Regions from separate parts of the Rattus norvegicus genome. Here region 2 is linked to region 1. A link is a contact called in public Hi-C data. All regions are on one chromosome and are shown on one strand. Each heading gives the region's core, a stretch centred on a gene start, on an enhancer-like site or on the middle of the called end of the contact. The rest is flanking DNA. Distances are from core to core; before and after follow the strand shown. Region 1 overlaps Dnajc5b (DnaJ heat shock protein family (Hsp40) member C5 beta). Region 2 overlaps Hps3 (HPS3, biogenesis of lysosomal organelles complex 2 subunit 1).

Region 1 (4,456 bases), core at 1,091-3,590:
CTTGGTCATGGTGGATGATTGTTTTGATGTGCCCTTGGATTCGGTTTGCCAGAATTTTGTTGAGTATTTTTGCGTCGATATTCATAAGGGAAATTGGTCTGATGTTCTCTTTGTTTGTTGTTTCTTTGTGAAACATATTCTTTATAGTCATGTGGGGAAATCATGTGCAGGGGAAGCTGAGCACTTAAGTGAATGTCCCCAGAAAAGGCAAATAGAACTGAGAAAAACTGTTCCTACCTATCTGGGTCTGGCTATAATATTGTAAGTTAATAAATAAAATGCTATTATTTTAAGGGCCTTAAACTTTAAGTCCTTTCATAGACTGTTAGAAGTGGGTAATTGAAGTAGCATTCACCTGTTACCACTATATTCTTAGTTACCTGTTTTAATGAAGAAAATCTTGGCTCATTATATTGTGTTAAGATGGTCCCCCAGACATCTAAAAGTCACAAGTAAAACGCTCCATTTGAAGTTATGTCATATTGCTTCTGGGAAAGTTTGAAAATACAGTATTAATCACACAGAGATCATGAAAGCCAAGACAGCTGGGTTAGAAGTGAGGTCATAGAACAATGGGAACTTGAGTTGTTAGAATTATCGGATAATTCAAATATGATTAAAAAGATGAAAACCAAGATTGAGAATTTGCACAGAAAGTCTTGGCATCTTATGTTCATCTGTGTCTATAAGTTGTCAAGCTGTGTCTGTCACAGTTATGCCCAGAACTTTTTGTTCGCTGTGCTATACGCTGAGCTGGGAACTCAGACTTGCCTATCACCACTCCACCACTCTAGATCAAAACCTTTACAGAGCTATGTGAAAGAATTTGCTTCTTCTGGTGCAGAGGGATAACTAAGTTAACCAATGGGATATAATGGACTCTAAATATCCAGAGGAGAGACTTTAAAATAAACAATAGTATTCCCCAGTAGATACCAGCAAATAACAATGCAATAAAGGGAAATGTATTAAAAAAATGAAAGATTCACATACAGCATATACAGAATTTTTTCTTACATCATACAAAAGTTATAAAAGGCAGAAATATACTATTTCCAAAAGTTTTTCTATATGTAACTATATAAAATATATAACTAGCGGTATTATAAATCATAGCATTACATATATAGAGATATATGTATACATGTAAAACATAAACATGTACAGATAGAGACTGGTTTATATAGGCATGTACAGAATCAGACTGGCACATCAAGGTGCTCGCTCACCCCAAATGTTACGGTACTCGTTTTCTGTATCTTCACTTGTGCCTCTCCCGAGTCCATGAGGGCACAGGGGCCTTGATTCCCCACTGTCACACGGAGCCCCAGATGTTCCATGGCCATGCTGCTGGCAGGTTTCTAATCCTGCAAGCTGTGACTATGGCGGCTCACCTTCTTATCTGGCATGGTCTCCTCCTCACCGCAGGCAATCTTCTCTAGAAAAAGGTCTGTTTTCTGGGATCTAATGTGATCCGGGTTTTTCTGTCTTTATTACAGACTGTGGCTATATTTTTCTAGTTAATTTTCCACACACCATGAGAGGCTTATGAAAGAACGGGTTCTATTGAAATGGGGTCTGGGTTTCTCCCAGTTTGCTCTCCCAATCCTCTCCTCATTCCTCCCCACTCAACTTCCTTTTTGTGTCCTATCCCTTCCCCCCCACACACCATGCAATGTTTTCTCTCTCTCAAAAATGAAGTAAACAAAATATAAGGATATTTAAAATAAACAAAAAACCACTACGATGAAAAATGCCAAACAAAACAAAAGGAAACAAAAAGCCCAGTTGGCACTGGCTCTGCCATAGGGATCTCTAACATAGGAGATAGCAGTGAATGCTGTTTCTTCGTTTTAGCACCCTGCAGACAGATTTCCTCTGAAGTCAGAGAGGACACAAGTTTTATGGCTGAATAGAGGAAGAAATGGAGATATCTTCACAATAGTAACCAACCTTAAAAACTGAGTTCAGAGGCAGAAATGTACAGGGTCTTTGATCACAGCACTAGGAAGGGAGAGGTAGGCAGATGTTAGATCTCTTAAGTTCAAGGCCAGCATGGTCTACAAAGAGTTCCAGGACAGCCAGTGCTCCACAGAGAAACCCTGTCTTGAAAAATCAAAATAAATAAATGAATAATAATAAATAATGAATAAATAAATAAAATAATAACTAAAAGGAGACAGAAATGTGTTTAGCAGGAGGAAGGCAGCTAGAGACACAACCATGCCACGGTAGTGTGTGGTTGAGTACATCCCAAAAGTTCTCCTCTGATATCCCAACGCATGAAGGGACAACTGGGTGAGCCTGTCAGAATCTGCCCCAGGTGACTCAGAGGCTGGCGGATGGTAGGAGGGGTTGGTCTCATCTGACAGTGTTGGCTATGACCTCCTGGTTTTCTCCCATATGAGCCACTTTTGGAAAGCAGAGAGATGTTTAGAGATGAACTCGCACATTCTAGTTGAATAGCACGTCACTTTTACATGTAAAATTAGAAATGGCAAGAAATACCTTTAACACAAACAGGTGGTTGTTCTATTTAAATGGAGTCTGAGCACTTCCTCATCCAGAGAACCTTTCATGTCTTGTTTGCTCTGTAGACAACCCCCAAGCAGGTGGGGTGTTCATTGAGTTCACCTGCTTGAGCAGTTGTGTAATTTTGGCAGCTGCCACTGCTTTGCCATCTGTGCCAAGGAAACTCAGAGCCAAGAGTGTCTGCCAGGAGGAGTCAAAACACTGCTGACAACGAGGACTTGGATTTGCTACAGATGGAGGCGTTCCAGCCCTCCAAATCAGCCAACTCCATTGTTAGGGGAGTGTGATAAACGGCTGAGTGCATCTGCCCTTGTGAGCTGTCAAAGATCCAACAGGGTAACGAATGACAGGAAGCCAGGCTTCTGCCGTAAGTCTGGGTAGGATATATGAGTGTTCCTCTGAAGCCTGAAAACAAGGCGAAGTTTACAAGAACCATTTTTTCAGGGAATTTTTCCTTTCTGGGCAGAGGTCATAGTCCTTCCATTGGGTTGGATAACACAGGTATGTGGAGACCTACCAGGGAGAAAGGCCGCGCTGTGAGATTCCAGGAAGGGTACACCACAAGGCCAGCTGCTTGAAGCATGCTTGAGGGATCGAGACGAAGAGCACTATATATATATTTTAAAACATTTCTTTTATCTTCTCTGAACTATATAAAATATATAGCTAGCCTTATTATAAATCATAACATTACATATATAGTAATGGGTCATTTAAGGCAACAAAACCTGAATTTCCTGATGTTTCAGAAAAAGACATTTTATCACCAGAGTTTCAAGATGCTTTGACAAAAACATATAAGAAGTATTTATATACAAGCAAAAATAAAGCAAAGAATTGCCTGTAATCCTAACGTACAGCCATAGACACTTAATTTTGGTTATTACTTTTCCTTTTCCTATTTCCCGTTTTTCTGCTTTCCTTTCCTTTTTCTTTTTTAATTATTACTTCCCCACTTCAGAGCGTGCTTTAGCACATGTGTATGGTTGGGATCAGTGTGAAGGATTTCCAGGGCATTAACTCTGTCGTCTTTTCCGAGTCCATGGCTTTTACAGCCTTTCTGTGTTAGTGGTTTGAGGGACTGCTCTTCTGAAATACCTTCTTCCCCTCAGTCCTAAAACTTTGCACTGTCTAGATTTTTCCTTTTTTTCATTGATCCTTGCTTTTTATTGTTTAAAGAGGGATTTTTGTTTGTTTTTGTTTTTTGGGTTTTTTTTTTTTTTTGTTTTTGTTTCTGTTTTTGGAAATAGTTTGGCTTTAGGTGCATGGCTGGGCTTTCTTTTCTTTTCTTTTTTTTTAAATTTATTTTACTGGTTATTTTATTTATTTACATTTTAAATGTTATCCCCCTTCCTGGTTTCCCCTCTGCAAACCCCCTATTCCCTCTGCCCTGCTTCTATGAGGTGCTCCCGCCTCACCACCGTAGCATTCTCCTATGCTGGGGCATGGAGCCTCCACAGGACCAAGGTCCTCCCCTCCCATTGATGCCAGATAAGTTCATCCTCTGCTACATATGCAGCTGGAGCCATGAGTCCCTCCATGTGTACTCTTTGGTTGATGGTTTAGTACCTGAGAGTTGGGAGGGGAAAGGGTCTGGTTGGTTGATATTGTTGCACTTCCTATGGGGTTGCAAACCCCTTCAAACTTCTTTCAGTCCTTTCCTTAACTCCTCCATTGGGGTTCCTGTGCTCAGTCTGATGGTTAGCTGGGCTTTCTTAAATCCTACCCCAAAGTCCAGTCTTTAGACTTCTTGGACCACTTTGAACTCTCTTGTAGTTTTGTGATTGTACATATCAGCCGCCTATGGACAACTTCCAAATGTGGGTCTCTTACAGTATTTTCCTTCCGAATTCTGGACTCACAGCTCTCTAGATTCACTTAATATTTTTGGCATCTCACGTATCCAAAATAGAACCTGTAGACC
Region 2 (4,456 bases), core at 1,374-3,873, 480 kb after region 1:
GAGCATGCTGTGCACTGCTCAGACAGACGCATCAGCATCTGGAAGACTGGGCCTCAGGAACAGTGCAGGGCACAGGTGGACTTTTCAAGAGCATCATTTAACTCAGAATTCCTAATATGAAATATTAATTTCTATATATGGCTTGCTACAGTGAGTAAACAAAAAAGAGAGGCGAAAATTATATTCAGTCCTCGGGCCAGCAAATGATACTAAAAGATACATTTAGCCCAGCCTTTACCATGTCGCATGCAGAAACAGTTATAGTCAGAATTCCTATAACATAATTGTGTCCCACAATTCTTTTGAAAAATTCTCTTCTGGGGTTAAACTGACTACTTTGACATATTTTTCATAAGACAGATGATGCTATTGGTTGGGTAGGTATGAAGTCTAAATTGTGTTAAGCCACATTAAACAAAGCTCAAGCTTACAATAGATGCCTATATATATGGACACTTTTATTTCCCACAGGTGTTTTCAAGAACATTCTAAAAATGAAGATGGTTGTACAGCTCATTTCCCTGCAACAAGACCAGTCCCTCAGCTCAGGGGCTTCCTCCATCACCAGTTCCATCCAGGAGCCAGGATTCCAAAGCTCCTAAATGTGATCAACTATAGACTTTGCCCCTCAAAAGCTATATTCTAAATTAACAAGACATGTGCTATCACGCCATATTTAAATTGTATACGATATCGAAATATATTGCATATTTTAAAAGTAAAAGAGGCATTTTTATTTACCTGTAGTTTCAAAAGGTCTTCTGTGTAATTTTTATCAGCTAAGGAATCAGACGTCATTAAGACATGAACCCATGGATATACTAGGCCATAATGACTGCAGGCGTTTATCTGAAACATTACAGAAATGTGTCACGAGTCAAATATAACAATAGCAAAACAATTTCTTCATCTATTCATTAATCCTCTGCCACATCTTAGACTCAGCTACATACTCTCCTAAGAAAAGGAAGCTATGCAGAAAGTATTTCCCTGGAAAAGGTTGCAGTCTCGTTGGTTCCACATCAAATAGTCTGCAATAAATATTTCCTAATATTTTGAAATTTAAAAAATTCTACAGAAGTGCTTTCTAGAAAAAAAAAGAATAGCACTGCTCCTAGGATAATTACACTCAAAAAGAGTAAAAGAAAATAGTGGAAGTAATTTTTATTTATAGCATTTTGGGGGTGACAAAATATCCTTTTAAGTTCTCATGATGATTGCCAGGATGTATCCTTTATCCAAGAAATTACACTGCTGACCTTTCCAGGCACTGGATAGTACCCTCAGTAGTCATAGCAACAGGATTCAAAGGAAAACAGAGCAGGATGGGTGTCAAAGGCTGTCCTCGCTGCCTACAACACATCTGAAGCCCAAGTGTGCCCTGACAGGGAACGGGACAGTGCAGTAGCCCCTTGCCCCAGCCCTTTCAAACCTACTCGGAGGCAACCCTTCTAGGTAAAGCCCCTCATACACCACAGCACTGTAGGGTGGTAATAAAGGAGCATTAATAACTAAAGGCTGCATTCTTTATTTCGAGGGTGTGGAAATTGAGATAGGTGGGGTCTCATGTGTAGCCCTGGCTGGCCTGAAAAATCCCCTTTTAGACCAGGCTGGCCTGGAAATCACAGAGATCCACCAGCCCCTGCCTTCTGAGTGGTAAGATTAAAGGCATTTACTATGACACCTGACTTCCCAGTGGTAGTCTTACCATTTTATTTATTTATTTATGTGTGTGTGTGTGTGTGTGTGTGTGTGTGTGTGTGTGTGTGTGTACGCACATGCAGAGGTTAGATAACAATTTCAGGAGTCAGTTTTCTCCTTCTACTGTGGGTCCCAGGGATGAAACTTGGGTCATCGGACTTGGCAGCGAGGGCCTTTACCAGATAAGCAATCTCAGCAGCCCCAGTTGGTATTCTTTAGATCGGGAAAGTATGCAAGATGTAGTTAACTTCAGTCATAGGTATGTCCTAAGCATTAAAAATAAGGTAGGGGCTAGGAAGATAGCCTCAGTGGGTTTTTACCTCACAAGAATGAAAGCCTGTCTTTGAGTTCTAGAACCTGGAAAATGTCAGGTGCTGTGGTACAAGTTTGCAATCTCAATGTTGAGGAGGCAGAACTAGGCCTCTGGCCAGCCAGTATCCTACATGCCAAGGACAGACCCTGTTTCACAATAAATGGACAGAGTCCCTAAGAGTGACACCTGAGAGTGACCTTTACTCTGTACATAGGGCATCTGCATCTGTGCATCTGCACTGCACTAGCTCCCTCTCTCAAAAAAAAACAAAACAAAACAAAAAAAAAAACAAAAACAGATTATTATAGCACACAATGTATACATTTAACGTATTTTACTGTCTTACCAAATCCTCTGCTGTTCTCAATGGTAAGGTATCAGGACAATGCCTCTTAGATAACCTCCAGACGTACTGAGATATGAGCTTGAAAAAGAGTTCCTCAAGAACCACATCTGGGAGACAAGCTACGAGCTGAGCTTCCCAGAAGTCTACCAAAAGCTGCGGAACCATGTCTTCATCCTTTCCACACAGCACCTAGAAAGGAGTGCATCCCGCATAAATGCAGAGCAAGTGACAGAGAGCAGAGCCACTGCTCCACCATGTGGTCAGAGAGCAGAGCCACTGCTCCACCATGTGGTCAGGGAGCAGAGTATCGCCATGTGGTCATGCAGTTCATAGTTTTGGCTTGACTGCCACGGCAAGAGCAAAGTTACACATTTTCTGTTAATAAGAAACAGTCTCTAGGTGGCATGCATGGAGTTTCTGCAGAAAGTCTTTTAATCTGTATGCTTACATTATAAACTGATTATACAGAAGCCTGCTTTTCAATGACTGAAACTTCTTTTCAGTCTATTCCCTACTCTCCTTTGGTTTCTATCTGATCACTTAGAAATATTACATTTTCAATTGGACGAACCTTAAAGAAAGAATCTGCTTCTTCGATTCCAATTTTACCATTCTTCTGTAAGCCCAGGACTGAAGCCACAAGCAATCCAGGCTGAGTTTCCTTCAAGTCAATTGCAAGTTCCGTAGGAACAATCTGTCCTTTCCACTGTTGAATTAACAGCCGAGGTTCCAGAATGAAGCCATACACCAGCTGCATCTTCAGATTAAAAAATAAATGTTGGAATGAAAAGTACATCACATCTACATTCATCTCATCCTGGGGTCTTCATGATTTAGGGGCCAGTTAACACTGTATTTCTGGGTTTTAGCCACAGAAACTAGCTCTTATTCCCAAGAAGAATATTATCTTTCTCGTATAAATTATTGATAGATAACTAAACTTAGAGATGTCCCATTTTTGTAGAGTTTTAGATTAAAAATACATACATACATATATATATGTATGTACACACACACACACACACACACATGTCCTAAGTCTAAGTCTTTTCAAAGCTATAGAAAGGAAACTCTGATTTTCAGAACTCTTTAAAGCAGATTCCCGATGCCGACTTGTCCTCAGAGCCAGCCACCTCCTAGTATAATGATGCTTCCATATTTCAGAAAGCAGTTACACCGTGAGCATTTGGCCAAGCAGGCAACAATAAGAACATGCCTAGGTTTTAAAGTCCCCCTGCCTGCTCAATGCTGACCAACTGTGCAATCACTAACACGATATTTTAGCTATCTCATGTGTGACAGTTAAAGCAACACTGATCTCAGCACTCAACAAGAATTAAGTAAAATAATACACAAGCAACTTAGAATAGGAATTTTTGTACCTACTACACTCCTGTGGCTTACAGCCAATATCCTCCTTTCTGTACTTAAGAAACTCACCAGTCTGTTGGGCTTTCAGTGAATACCTACTCTCATTGTTGGCTCTGAGCATAGCTTTTATATTCTGTACACACATAATATTCTAAATATATGTGGTCCTTCCATGATGAAAGATCTTTCAGTAGCCACTGCTACTTATATTCATCAATCTTTTTTTCCATTTGACAGATTTCCAAGTTCCAGCTAATACTGTTATCTGTTACTAAGAAACCATGAGGGGCAAAGAAGCCAGAAGAAAGTCCAATGCCTCAAGAATTACTCCAATTCTCTTTCAGGCTTCTGTTAACACCAGGCATTGTACTATACCTCTGAATGGCTTTTCATTTCATTCCTGTACATGTCAAGATTTCCCATTTTCAAGGCCACTGCAGCCTTGGTCAAGGTCACTAAGACTGGTGAAGCCCCACAGGTGTCCAGCTTCCTTAAGTAATGCAAGGCAATTAAAGGATCAATATTCTTCATAGACGGACTGGAGAGAACATGAGGCAGTTGCTTCGGCTCAGCCACATGAAATATCTGAGCCACTTTTCCAGCTAATTCCTTTGATGAGCATGAACAAAAAATAAACAGTTAGCCAATAGGAAACAATACAGTCAGGGGAGCAAAAGTAATGATGTATAAAAATCAGTAGATAAATAATACAATGTAATTATTGA

What was found. A called contact is a pair of places that touch in the nucleus more often than the background predicts.
Region 2: a contact with region 1 is called in a Hi-C map of liver, with 7 times the contacts expected there. The contact joins two enhancer-like sites. A contact is called at or near these places in 2 of 12 Hi-C or Micro-C datasets (hepatocytes and liver).

The regions. Positions count from the first base shown.
Region 1 is chr2:103,946,786-103,951,241 of GRCr8, forward strand. All of the region lies in intron 2 of Dnajc5b (DnaJ heat shock protein family (Hsp40) member C5 beta), which reads left to right. Among named protein-coding and RNA genes, the nearest start is that of Trnar-acg1, 54 kb to the right of the region's middle. Within about 2 kb of position 2,341, at least 9 of the 93 cell types and tissues checked have an H3K27ac peak or open chromatin away from gene starts, as enhancers often do. A contact at or near this core is called in liver, where this site is marked.
Region 2 is chr2:104,426,343-104,430,798 of GRCr8, forward strand. Hps3 (HPS3, biogenesis of lysosomal organelles complex 2 subunit 1) reads right to left here. Exons shown (of 17, transcript NM_001107664.1): 11 at 4,107-4,340; 12 at 2,932-3,117; 13 at 2,361-2,549; 14 at 742-849. Cp (ceruloplasmin) reads left to right here. Exons shown (of 20, transcript NM_001270961.1): 20 at 472-777. Among named protein-coding and RNA genes, the nearest start is that of Hps3, 27 kb to the right of the region's middle. Within about 2 kb of position 2,624, at least 3 of the 93 cell types and tissues checked have an H3K27ac peak or open chromatin away from gene starts, as enhancers often do. A contact at or near this core is called in liver, where this site is marked.